Linked DNA regions of Mus musculus: region 1 is linked to region 2. Evidence: chromatin contacts called from public ChIA-PET data. All regions are on one chromosome and are shown on one strand. Each heading gives the region's core, a stretch centred on a gene start, on an enhancer-like site or on the middle of the called end of the contact. The rest is flanking DNA. Distances are from core to core; before and after follow the strand shown. Region 1 overlaps Bmt2 (base methyltransferase of 25S rRNA 2). Region 2 holds the start of Tmem168 (transmembrane protein 168).

Region 1 (6,976 bases), core at 2,766-5,265, 43 kb before region 2:
CCCAGCCCTCTCTTTCTCCATGTAAACTTCCCTACCCATTCAGTTTTCCTATTCATATCACCTGTGTTGTGCCTTCTGCTGAAGATTTTTCTTTTATCTCCACAGCCATTGTTTCCTTTTGGTTTTCTGGATTCTACGGGTACTCCAGGTTAAACATACAAACATAAAAATTTGATGCAAATATCCACATATGAGAATATAGAATATTTTCACCCTGGATCTGGGTTGTTGTTCTTAGTGAAATGTGTTTCAGCTCCATCTATTTAACTGAATTTTCATCATTTCATTTTCTTTACAGCTGAATAAATTGTCGTTGCATATAGGTATAAACATTTTACAGTTATTAGTTGTTAGTCATCTAGGTGTTTTCACATCCTAGCTAGTGTAGAGCAGCAGTGATCATGTCATAGGAAATACAGTCACTTCATATGGTAGTAGATTATTAATGCTTCGAGGACCCGCCACACTGATTTCCATAGTGTTTGTATTAATTTTCCCTCCAACATCTATTCTTTCTTACCTGTAGAGGGTAGCAAGTTATATATTGTTTCCTGCCTTTTTAAATTAATTGTAGAGATTATGTCATTTAGTATTATATTAGATGTTTCTAGAGAAATTGAAGCAATATGTGTGTATGTATGTGTATGTGACCCATACCTACACTTACATATGCATGTATTACTAATAGATTGTAATACTAGTAGATTGGTTATAAAGAACTGACTCCTACAATATTGAAGTCTGCTGTATTGAACTGAAGGTCTTGATTTTAACTGTTAGACAAGTAAAACAGATAACCTTTGGTCTCACCTAGCCAGTTCAAAGTCTGAATGGAGTAATTCCCTTTAATAACTAAAAAATTTCTCCTACCTATCTTCAGAGAACATCAGCTTTTCCCTGCCTTCAGGATCATATTAAACTGACTTTTCCTGGGTTTTGAGACTATTGGATTTTTGGATAGAACAACATAATCAGTATTTTATACCTGTGGCACTCTTAAATATCATAAAGTAGAAATATAAATATTGACAGCATATTGAATTGTTGTACTGTATATTATAAATGTTCTTCCTTACTGTACCAATTAAAATATATTTAGAAAGATTTTCTGAATTGCAGACTATAGGAATTCCTACTCACTATTTATTCATTTTGTTCTAGTATTTTTATAATTTCAATTTTTTGTATTTATATATTTCACCTGTTTGGAGTTTAGCTAGTGTGAACCAGTACTTCTGTTTTGTCTCCCTAAATAACTTTCCCCATAAGATTTCCCATTTCTCCAACATCGCTTATGCGAAAAACTAGATCATAGTGTTATATCCTGATGCCTACCTGCTTTACTGTTTACCTCATAGTTGATTTTGTCCTGTAATTTTTTTCATGTTATGTATATTGATTTCTGACTGATGCCAGTGTTTTAGTCATAGGCTTACATGATCTTGTTCTGTGTCATCTATCCTGTCCACCCTTTTATAAACCTTCCCAGAGTTTTCTTGATTATTTTTTCACTGTATATTTTAGAATCAACTGGTTTACTTATTTTCTTAATTTCTTAGGATGAAATTATAAATTGTAAAAACTGATGCCTTCACAATATTGCATCATCTTGCCCATGAAATAAAGTAGTTTATTTGATTTGTTCTAGTTTTTAGCCAGTAGTTCAAGGATTTCTATATAGTGGTTTTACTTTTAGGTGTTTTATTGTTGTTGTTATAAATATATAAACTTTCCTTATATATTCTAATAGGCTAGTGTATGTATTTGTGTAAAATGTTTATGGCTACATCTCATTTTTGTGTTTTATATATATCACCACTTAACATAATTTTATTACTATTCTTGTTAGTTCATGATTGTTTATCTTGGATTGTCCAGATAGATATTCACAAGATTCTCTGTGCATGCCAAGTTTTCGTTCTTCCTTTCCAGTTCATTTGATCTGCTCTACTTCTCTTCATTCCCTGAGCCATCTTGCCAGCTCTGTTGTCTATTTCTTGAGTATGAATGCAGAGCCTGAACAGCTGTGTCAGGCTTCTGTTGCCTTGACTTCACAACTACCATGAACTGTGACACACAGTAAACCCTTTCTTCCTCAGATTGCTTTTGTCAAGAGAATTTTATCACAGCCACAGAAAGAGCAACGCTCACGTCTCCTAGGCTGTGCTAGTTGAGCTTCAGTGGTTCTTAGTTCCTATCATGTATGATTTCATTAACCTACTCTGTCTTGCTTTCCTCACCCACAGTTTTCAGTTGTGGAGAGGGGACATCAGAAGATAACTCCTGACGGATGTTTTTCTCCTTGCACCCAAGGATCCGGAGACTAAGCTTGGGCCACAGCACTTTTAACAATGGAGTCATCTTGTTGACCCATTACACAGCTTTGGCCTTTAATTCTATTTCTATTTAGAAGTTGAAAGGCATCCGTAATTAATTGCATATTTATTAAGTACATATTTTTTATGGAGGCACATAGATAATGTTTTGGCTTTTCTAATCTAGAGTTTCAAACTCTTCCACATTCTAGCTACAACACAGTTCCAGTTGTCTAAGAACTAAATAGATTTATCAGGCCTACTTCTGTACCAATTCCTATCTTAGTTTCTCTTCTGGTTGCTCTGATAAAATACTCTGACTAAAGCAACTTAAAGGGGGAAGGGTTTCCTATGGCTCATGGTTCGAGGTACAGTCCATCATAGTGTGAAAGTCAGAGCAGCAGGCACTGGTAGCAGCTGGTTGTAGTTTATTCACAGTCAAAAACAAAACAAAACAAAAAAAACAACAACAACCAAAAAAACCCGATAATGAATGTTTCTCTAGTGTACCGTGCAGTTTCTCTACTTACATAGTTTAGAATCTTCTGCCAGGGAGAATAGTCCTGTCCATTGGCAAGATGCTTCTTCCTTCTTCAGTGGTCACCATTAACATAATACCCCAAAGGGCCATCTTTCAAATGGTTCTAAAATCTGTCAGGCTGATGATTAACATTGTCCATTACCCTCCTTAAATAGGAACAATATCAGTTATAGGCAAATTATTTCTTTAATTTTTATTTACCATGTATTTTTTAAATATCAAGCAATCTATAGAGAAAATATTTTTTTCATTTCATGGTAGGAAAAATGATAATAAAAGCAGTAATAGGTTTTAGAATCTAAAAGGAAAAATTGTTCATATCTCAGCTGCTTTAAGTGTTTGATTTGTTTTTAACAAATTATAAGCAGAAAAATTTTGCTAGTCACTTTTCATATATTTACACACGTAAATCCTTCTTAGCTTCACTAGTTAATAGATATTTGAGTTGGTCTTCTGGTACCTGTATGGTCCCATTACATACCTAGGCATGGTGTCCTCCTATATTCATTACCTTACTATATTAGGAAAGCTATAAGTATCAAGAAACTCATTGACTAGCTGTGTGCTAGTCATCAGTTTGGATACAGGATAGCAACGTGAAACAAACTTAATTATGTGGATTTAAAATGATTCACCTTTACATCCCTGAACTTTGATGCTAACTAAGTTGAAACAAGTAGAAAGGGTTGTCTTAACAGGAATAATCCAGAAAATCACTTGTCATAGTTGTCTTGTAGTCATTAGCACTGCTCTTAGAAACTCTTTGAATTACCATATAATAGTTCAGGCCTCTGTTTTGAACTGTTCAAATCTTTGTATATTTAAATTTCTACTTTTCTAGTGTGCCATATTTTGATGCAGTTTGTCTGTTTTCAACTGAAGCTCCTGGTCCATATTCCTTCTCAAAAGCAACCAATTAAAAATTTAAAACTCTCCTGGAAACCCTCTGCCTTCTAGTTGCCCATGAGTACATTTCTTGATGCTACCATTTTGTAGTGTGCAGGAAGACCCTCCTCACTCTGGAAGCGTTATGTTCTTTGCTCTGGACGGAAGAATGGTTCATGAGACCAAAAAGGATCCAGGTCTTGCTCTGTTTAAGCACAGAGTTAGCTTTAGATCATGCCCTGTCTGTCTAACCACATTTTATAGAGTTCAATCATGGGTATGTGAGGAAATCTTATAAAAACTCAAAGGACTGGGTACAGAGAGTTTCTACAGGGTTTCTTGTGGATTTCCTGAAGAAGACAGGAAGCTTTTTGATACCTCCCACACACATCTTCCTGTTTGTCTCTTTCCTAATTTGTATCCCTTGTAATACCTTCTGTATATCTCCCCCATCTCCTCCCATACCTGATCCTGCCCCCGCTTTTTTCCCTCTCCCCTTCCTCTCTTCCTCCCAAGTCCCTCCCACCCTCTACCTTCCATGATTATTTTGTTTCCCTTTCTAAGCAGGACTGAGGCATACACACTTTGGTCTTTCTTCTTCTTGACCTTCATATGGTCTGTAAGTTGTATCATTGGTATTCCAAGCTTTTTCCTAATGCCACTTACCAGTGAGTACACACCATGTGTGTTCTTTTGTGGCTGTATTACCTCACCCAGAATGACATTTTCAAGTTCCATCCACTTTTGTAAATTTCGTGAAGTCATTGTTTTTAATGGCTGAGCAGTATTTCATTGTGTAAAAGTACTACATTTTCTGTACCCGTTCTTCTGTTGAGGGACATCTGGGTTGTTTCTAGCTTCTGGGTAATATAAATAAGGCTGCTATGAACATAGTGGAGCATGTGTCCTTGTTATGTGTTGGAGCATCTTTTGAGTATATGCCCAGAAGTGGTATAGCTGGGTTCTCAGGTAGTACTATGTCCAATTTTCTGAGGAACCACCAAACTGATTTCCAGAGTGGTTGTATCAGCTTGCATTCGCACCAGCAATGGTGGAGTGTTCCTCCTTCTCCACATCCTTGGCAGCATCTGCTGTCATCTGAGTTTTTGATCTCAGCCATTCTGACTGGTATAAGGTAGAATCTCAGGGTTCTTTGATTTGCATTTCCTTGATGACTAAGGATGTTGAATATTTCTTTAGGTGCTTCTTGGCCATTTGATATTTCTCAGTTGAGAATTCTTTGTTTAGCTCTGTACCCTATTTTTTAATAGGGTTATTTGTTTCTCTGGAGTCTAACTTCTTGAGTTCTTTGTATATATTGGATATTAGCCGTCTATTGGATGTAGGATTGCCAATGATCTTTTCCTATTCTGTTGGTTGTCAGTTTGTCTGTTGACAGTGTCCTTTGCCTTACAGAAGCTTCGCAATTTTATTTTTTGTTGATTCTTGATCTTAGATCATAAGCCATTGGTGTTCTTTTCAGGAAAATTTACCCTGTGCCCATGTGTTCAAGGCTATAAAATCAATAAAATTAGTGTCTCCCTGAGTATTTGAGCCATTCAAGGGTATTAATCAAATCAGATGAGAGAATTCGTAATTGTTGATTAGGTTACATCAGCAGTGTAGCCTGGAGCACAAGACAGAGTCCTAAAAGGAATGTGTGTATGTGTATACATTTAAATACATAAACACACATATGTGCTACATGCATCTGTACCAAAAAAAATTCTCCTGCGTTAAACATAATCTATTAATTTTCTATATTATGTAGTAATTTTATCATTTATTTAAAATGTTACATAGTCCTTAAACTTACCTCTATTTGACATTTTTTACTATATTTTGTTTCAAATTTTAACTAAATATAATTATATCACTTCTTTTTCCTCCCTCCAGCTTCTCCCATCACCTTCCTCCAACCCATGCTCTCCACTCTTAAGTTGAAAGCCTCTTTTTCTTTATTATTGGTACAAATATATATAAGTAACAATAATATATGTATATATAGTTACATGTATGTGTATTTAAATGTATATGTATATGTACACACATAAATACAACTGTTTATATAAACAAATCTATATTGTTATATATATATATGCATAAAATCATAAATGTACTTAAATGTGCACAAAGGTCACATGAGACCTTGTTGCTTCACATTCTTGAGCCATTTTATTTTATTTATTCTTTTCATTAATTTTTTCACTTTACATCTCGATTGAAGCCCCCCTTTCTCCTTCTCCCCCAGTCCCATCCATATAGAACTCTTCTCCCCATTACCTCCTTCCCTTCTCATCAGAGAAGGGGAGGCCCACATGGTTACCAACAGGACCTGGCAAATCAAGTCACAGCAGGACTAAGCATATTCTCTCACACTGAGGCCAGACTAGGCATTCCAGCTAGAGGAAAGAGATCCAAAGGCAGGCAACAGGGTTAGAGATAGCCCCAACTCCAATTTGTTAGGGAACTCACATGAAGGCCAAACTACACATCTGCTATGAATGTGTAAGGAGCTAATTTATGCTTGTTGGCTGTTGAGTCAGTCCCTTTGAGCCTCAGTGGGCCAAAGTTGGTTGACTCTGTAGATCTTCTGGTATCCTTAATCTCTCCATCTCCCTCAATCCTAATCCCAACGATTCTACTAGAACCCTGAGCTCCACCAAATATATGGCTATGGGTTTCTGCATGTCTCCATCAGCTGCTGAATGAAGACTCTTGGAAGACAGTTGTGCTAGGCTCCTGTCTGCAAGCATAGCAGAGTATCATTAATAGTGTCAGGGATTGGCTCTCTCCCATAGGATGGGTGAGTCACTGGTTGGTCATTCCCTTAGTCTCTGCTCCATCTTTATTCATTTGCATTTTGTAGGTAGGAGAACTTTTGAGTCCAACATGGGTGGGTGGATGTTTCCCTCCTCTACTGGAAATCCTGCCTGGATACAAGAAGTGGTTCACTTAAGTCTGTCTCCATGTGCCCAGTTGCTAGGAGTCTCAGAGAGGGTCACCCCTGTAGACTCCCAGGAACCACCCCATCCCATGTCTCCAGCTTGAGACAGAGATGCCTCTCCACCGATTGCCATTCTTTCTCCCAGCCCTCTCCTTACTCTTCCCACAGGTGATCCCCACCCCTATTCCCCTTATCACACCCTTTCCCACCCAGTTCCTTCTGTCCATCCACCTCCAATGCCTGTTTTATTTCCTCTTCTGAGTGAGAGGCAAGCATCATTCCTTGGAC
Region 2 (7,003 bases), core at 3,762-6,261:
GTTGGTTCTTTCTCTATCTCCCCTCTCAAGAGAACAACAACAACAACAACAAACAACAACAACAAATCAAAGAATATTCCTCCACACACAAAAAGATAACCTTCAAACAAAAATCAAAGCAAACAGGCAAAACACAAATAAGACAAAAACAAAACAAAACACAAAAACAAGCCTCCATGAGTATTTTTTTGTGTTGGCCTGCTACTGGGCATGAGACCTCCCATGGAATGTGGTTGACCAATCCAGTGACAGTCCCCTGCTGAACACTGAAACATCTGATCTTCCTGTTGCCAGCAGGTATCAGATGCAAATAGCTTCTTGGTTAGGGGTGGGACTTTGTGTCCTTTTCCCATCTCCATGCTGACACCCTGTCTGGCTTGTTGTACCTGTGTGGCTCTTGCGTGTGCTGCCACAGTCTCTATGAGTTGGTTCATCAGTAACGCTAAAACATGGTGTCTGAAAGACACATTTCCTTGGTGTCATCTATCATCACCTCTGCTTCACAGTCTTTCCACCTTCTCTTCTTTGCAGACTCCCAAGCCTTGAGGGGAGGGCTTTGATTCTTGGAAAAGAAGAACTGCCTTTGTGATATGATAGCCAGGCATTTTCTTAAACACTTTTCATTTCCACAGTTAAAAAAAAAATCCCTTGTAACCCTTCGTGTTAATTAATATACTTGTAGTCTGATTTTACATCATGACATTGAAAAAGTATGCATGCACCCGACTATCCAAATTAACTGCCTTTGATTGTACAGATTAAAGGTTTTTGAACCTTTAAATGCAAAATATTTTAAAATATACAGAAATGATAATTATCATCAAGAAACAAGGTGACAAGGCAGAGGGTCTGATAGAACCTAGTGGGGAAACCCCCACTCAATTCCCGATTCGGGGTGCACCCAAAAAATCACAAAGGACCATCTTGATGTAATTACATGAGGTCGTTTAATGACAGAGCTCCGGACCGACATGCATCCCACACAGGAGATAACGGATGTCGGCCATGAGGCTCGAAAGCTAGGGGTTTTTATGGGGTAAGGGGCTTAGGGGTGTGGAATTCAGCATAGCGACACACTATTGGCTTATTCAAACATCAGCAGAAAAATTACATGTACATGCAGGGTGTCACAGTTCTGTGAGTTGTTGACTCAGTTCAGATAGCCCTGTTATGTCTTCACATTCCTCTTTATCTTTAAGGTTAAGCTGTTCCCAGGAATGTTTTAACTACGGGGCATACCCAGGTTTGTTTTTCTTTTTTCTCAGCCCCAGGCAGCCTCTAGGCTCACAAACAACCAGCAATTTCTGAGTACTTTATATGACTTACAGGTCTTGAAATTTCATCTTTCTTTCGGGTCATTTTTGAGAAGGAAAAAGTCTGTTTTAAAGAGTCTTAGTACTGAGCAACACAAATTGCTATTTAAGTAGAAATGGCTGATTTAAGTAGAAAATAAATTTGCTAGAGGATATTTGGTAGCTCAAAGGACTCTTGGGGAACTAGATCTAGAAATCTACAGACAACAACTACAAGTGGATAATTAGTACAGGGGTCTTTAATTGGCCATGGAGCTATTCACAGACATTTCATAGCCTATAAAACGGATTGAAAGAGGACAGCAGGGTTATACTTGTCAAGCCTGGGCACCTGAGATCTAATAATGAAAGGCAGATGCCACAGCACACATACCCTTCACTACTGTCCTAAGACCTTAGCTCCATCCACTCCACTCCTACAGCTGAAGCTTTTCTAAGTCATCATCTTCTCTTTGGTGCTACTCAGGATTAAGTTCTCTTTGGTGGTACTCAGGATTAAGTGAACATATCTTTGGCAGCAAATGAAATCTTGAGTGAATGTGTACTGTTAAAATGGGTGTGGCCATGTCAAGAATCACAATGCTTCAGACCCAGGGAACCAGCTAGGCCTTTAGCAAGTCAGGCTGAGAGGACTGGTGAAAGAGAGCCTTTCTCTGGTTCAAGTACAGATGGTTAAGAGCTATTGACCTTTAACTAAAATCCATGCTTACAGAAATTATCAACCACAACTTCCCCTTCTTGGATGACTACAACCTGAAACTGTTCGCAACAGAGACTATCTACCTAGATTAACTAACTGAACTCCCCCAGCACACAATCAGTATACAGTAAGTCTACTCCTTGTTCGGAGATACATAATCAATACCCCAACATTCCAGGCTGCTGTGCATTTCCATCAGAGCATGTGCCCTACCTGATCCCAACTTTTCTGTGTGTCTTGGTGTCTGTCTTTTCTTCATTCCCTTACCTCTACCATCAGGTCAAGTCTGAAAGACAGGCAACTGAATAGTTTTTGTCATTACAGCTTCAGCCCCTGGACTCCTACGGTAGGAGTTTGTCCAAAGTGGTCTCAGATGGTGGCATAAAGCAAATAAATGAAAAACGTTTAAAGTGTCCACAAAAGGCAAGTTGAATTGGAAGTGAAAACAGTATCTCTGAGGTAGGGAGGCCCAAAATTATAGATTTGGTAGTCTGGTTAGGAATCAGGATTAAGTCTATAGCCAATCATTTTACTCCATATGAGAAATCTGAATCCAAGAGATGGGTTTAATCCTATAGATGTAGTGGCTGTCACAACTGCTTTAATAAATCACATTTATTAAATGAAAATGATTATATTTTCACTTTATTGATGTGAGAAAATTTGGAGAACTCCATGTAGAGCACCATTTGTTACCAGGGGAATTGGGATTCCTTTTTTGGGTTCTCAGTTTTGTTAATAGAAGTGAATTCTGAATCCCAAGGACAATTAAAGTCAGAGGGCAGGCAGGTTGGTAGCTACTAGGAGGAAAGCTATGGAGAAGACAAACAGAGAAAGCTGTGCTACTTAAAAGTTCAGAGGGCATATTCAGGAATGGAGGTCAGCTAAGTGGAAGAAAGGCCGGATTGTTTCAGAGAAACAGCAAAAAACCCCAACTGTGAGAGAAAACATGCTTAGGCTCTTGGCCGTATATGAAAGTAAAAGAAGAAAGAGAAAAACTCCTAAGTCAGAAAAGCTGCTAAGTCACATGGCAGGGCTCTGTAAGCAGTGAGACTTCTGGGAAGGAAAGCTCACTAAGAGGATAATTATTCCTCCCATTCCTTTCCTGAGGGACAGCCCTTTGACCAGATAATAGGCAGGCCTAGCTCCACTGACTCTGAAGGGAGGAGACAATGGCATGAAATGTTACAACCTTTGGAGCAGATCGGAATGTCAGTTCTCCAACCAGGGTCAGAAGTAGATTCCATTCTTTAGACCAGGAGGAAAAATCTTTCCCTTAATGAGTCTCAACAGAGCTCTGGTGTCCTCAAGCGTCTCCAAGGCGACTGTAACTTTAAGAGACATGGAAAAAAAAAAAAAAAAAAAAAAAAAAAAACCACACACACACACAGATAACACTAATATAAATTAAGTGTTGAGAACTAGCAAGGGCCAGCAATATTTGATCCCTTTGTTTTAAAAACATTAAAACATTTCTATCAGAAACTTAAGCTAATGCCATAGTAAGAGAAACTGGACAGGGTGGCAGGGGCTACATTTGAGGAAATGAAAGCAGGCTGGAGCACAGAGTTGGGGAGTGTGTGGGAGTTTAAACTGGAGGTGAAAAACACACAATTTGTTTCTATATGAGGATGTTCCTCTGTCCGCCCCCCCCCCCCCCCTTGCTCCATCATGCAAGCTAGGTAAGCATGCTACCACTGAGATAACACCCACATGCCCTATTTAAGGATTTGGAGGTTTATCTGAAAGGATAAGCCATTTAAAGGTTGTAAGGCATTTTTAAAACACACATTCTCCCTCAATCCACAGAAGAAACTTTGTCGGATAGATGTTATCAGTGTTTGTTTACACATGAGCGGGCTAGGGGTTTGAAATGGTTTGACCTATATGAGGGGCTGCAAGCAGCAGGAAATGGAATCAGAAGGCAGGCAGGGACTTTTTGGTGGAAATGTTTTTTTTTGGGAAAGGAAAGGGGTTTTCTTGCTTTTTGCCTGGCCGTATTCTATTCAGGCTTCGTTCAGAACTTGTTTTTCAGGCCCAACTGTGCATTCCCTAGTAAAATCTAGTTTTTAACTAAGAACGCCATGAAGTCAGTTTAGCTTTCTATCTTTCTTATCTTCCTGTTTTCAAGGTAACAAGTACCTTTGTTGTGTTAGCAACAATGTTGTTATGCTTCCAAGTCATTGTCCCCCTTAAAGCTAATGTGATTCCCCATTTGCTCAAGCATCCCTACCGCATCCTAATCGTTAAAGTCCCACTTTTACAAGCTCTCTATTGAACTGGAACCATTATCTCCTCTCCATTGCAAGATGGATTTATAGCGGTCCGTACGCGAACGAGACTGTCTTAAAGCCCTCCTTAACAACGTGTTCTTACAGGTATTGAATATCTTTTAAATTCATTTTGTACATGGAGGGACACACTGTTTCCCTGTATATTCACAGTCCTGTGAGAAAGGTTTTGTTACCATTTCACAGATGGAGAAACCAATTTCAACCCCTGAGACTGCTGCTCCGCAGCACCTGTGAAATGCGGCGCTCACGTGTGTACAACTATGTTAATTTAAGTGCCATCAGAATGCAGATTAAAATCATCTGTGGTGTTTGAAGGTGCGCTTAGGGCCAAGGAAAGCTAGCTAGGGCTGTAGAATAAAGATGTTCAGGATTGGGGATTAATGGCGGACTTAATTAGAAAAGCAGGCTGGGGCAAGGAGAGACAGGTTTTGAAGGTTTGGTCAGCATATGCAAAGCCATATATTATACCACCTATATGAAAGAGCAGCAACGCCTTCTACATAGATTTATAGTCCACTTGCAATTATCCCACTCTAGCTGGCTCAGTTTCGGTCCAACTCTAAGCGGTGACCTCGCTGCTTTGGGGCCTGATCATCCGTGGTCTTCCCTGCTTTTGCTGCTAATCCCGGGTGGGAGTTAAACAGGCCCAGGGTGGGGCAGCGCAGCGAGCACCTGCCTCCCCAGGCTCGCCGCTGGGCGTGGAGAGCGGCTAGGAGGCCGGGCCAGGGAAGGAAGCGCGCGGCGCGCCTTGTCCCTGACGGCGATCCGTAGCGCTGGGAGTCAGCGGCGGAAACATGGCGGCCGTGTCGGTCCTAGCGAAAGTTTCTACCGAGGCCTTGCGGTGCTAGTGCGGGAGGCCTCGGGCTCACGTCCCCACATCACCTCCGCGTTCTGGCTCGGAGGCTCCGCGCCCTTTGGCTCTGCGAGCTTCGCAGCGGAAAGAGCGAGGCTCGCTGGCGACCGCTGACTCGGGTAAGGGGCATCCGGGAGCCGAGGGGCGGCGGAGGGCTGGGGCGCCGCCCAGGGTCCGGCTGAGCCGGCCAGGCCCCGCCCCGTCGGCCTCCTGGTGGGATCGATGCTCGGGGGCTGGCGACCGCCAAGGGAGGGCGTGCCTCGGTGTCCCGCCTCACCCTGACCCGGGAGTCGCGTGGTGTCGCCTCGTCCCAGAGCTAAGGGGTAGCGGAACAGCCAGGGTCCCGAGCCCACTTCTCCATCTCTCGCTAGATCGAGCCCTAACGGGAGAGAAGTTACCATAGCTGCTCAAAAAGGAGAGTCCGAGTTGCCATTCTTCTAGTTAAGAGGTGGGCCGAAAGAGTTATTAGCAGGAACTCAGAGAAACTAGGCTGCAGGTCTCCAACTCCTGACGGCTCAGTGTTGTTCTTTCAGGTTTGGACATTTCCCCTACGAGGAACAGACATAGATTTCCACTGAAGGATTATGAAAGCGATACATTGTGTCTTGAAGTCCATTGTCTTAGGACACCATGAGGGCACTTTTCTGTTTTGGAAGAAATTTGGTGAATTAAGTGAAGGTTGGAGTAAAGCCAAGAGCAGACAAGCCAATGATTCCTGGACTCTCACTTAAGTACTAGTGCTAGCTGTGGCTTATTAGAAAGTGGTTTATTTTATCTGCATTTCTTAAGTAGTTTTTTCTATTATTAGTCAGTCTCCTCTCCCCGCCCCCCCCCCTTCGGAATTGAATGTTAACTTGATTACAGACTGCTGGATACTGAGCGTGCATTGTGGAAGACAGATCTCCCCAGAGACTTTGTGACCTGTGAAGAATGCAGACATTAAACAAATGGTGAAGAAAAGAGTAGTTTTACTTTTCCATTTCAGAGAGAGTGATCCGAGAGGCGATTCTCCTACGAAAAGAATTGTAAGCCCACACCTGAATGAAGGGTTTGACAGATAAAGGGCAGATAGGGCTAGGAGGAGGAAAAGGAATATGTCCAGAGAGGGCACGCCATTTCTGTAGTTCATAATTGAAGTGTAGTTGGAATAAAAGTGAGAGGAAGAGCAGTAACAGATGGGGCAGTTATTCCTGTCCACTGTGTAGCACTTTATAAAGGCACTGAAAAGTTTACACTGTAATACTGTGAGGGGTGGAAAGCCAATAGAGAATTTTGCATAGTGGAGCATAACACGATAAAATTCGGGTCTTAAAAACACACTTTAAGAAGGGCAGAAGTTGATAGGGAAGGGAAAAAAAAAAAAAAGGAACATGTTTAAGAATGAGGTCATTGTCACCAAAATTTAGGTGGTGATTTTTTGGCGGATAAGAAGTAGTAGAAATGTGAAAGAGATGCTTAGGGAAAGAGAAATCAAGAACGTGTGAGGATTAACTCATGGGTCAAGAAGTGTGGGGGAAGGTTAAAGGAGTAGATAGGACTATAGTGGGGTCAAAGCCAGCGCCTCCCCAATGCTAAGTATGCTTTCTGAGTTATGACCCCAGCCGGAGATCTTTCTAATGGACTTTAGCAGTGACTTGCTCATTGACTCCATTCTGCTTTTATTTGCCTCTGGAGTCTTCCATCAAATCATTAGGGAAGGCAGCTCAAGTAAAAACAGTCACAATGCTTTTAAAATTTGTTTTCATTTCTAGTTAAGGCTATTTTTAAAAGTCAGAATGGGTAAAAACCTTTAAAACTAAGGCTCATAAGAATGTGACTGCACAATATTTCATGGTACAGCTGT

Evidence for each region. ChIA-PET counts read pairs in DNA pulled down with a chosen protein or histone mark.
Region 1: a contact with region 2 is called in an RNA polymerase II ChIA-PET map of effector CD8 T cells, with 28 read pairs. The contact joins the enhancer-like site here to the promoter of Tmem168 in region 2. A contact is called at or near these places in 7 of 39 promoter capture datasets (the C10 cell line, the HPC-7 cell line, fetal liver and 2 more), 1 of 15 datasets of contacts at CTCF or cohesin (the NIH/3T3 cell line), 5 of 484 Hi-C or Micro-C datasets (B cells, CD8 central memory T cells, the HPC-7 cell line and 2 more), 10 of 115 datasets of contacts at active chromatin or transcription factors (DN3 thymocytes, the SCID.adh cell line, bone marrow-derived dendritic cells and 5 more) and 3 of 9 other capture datasets (adipose tissue, liver and pancreatic islet).

What each region holds. Positions count from the first base shown.
Region 1 is chr6:13,648,115-13,655,090 of GRCm38.p6, reverse strand. All of the region lies in intron 2 of Bmt2 (base methyltransferase of 25S rRNA 2), which reads left to right. Among named protein-coding and RNA genes, the nearest start is that of Bmt2, 26 kb to the left of the region's middle. Within about 2 kb of position 4,015, at least 15 of the 459 cell types and tissues checked have an H3K27ac peak or open chromatin away from gene starts, as enhancers often do. A contact at or near this core is called in CD8 central memory T cells and effector CD8 T cells, where this site is marked.
Region 2 is chr6:13,606,106-13,613,108 of GRCm38.p6, reverse strand. Tmem168 (transmembrane protein 168) reads left to right here and starts at 5,011. Exons shown (of 5, transcript NM_028990.5): 1 at 5,011-5,279.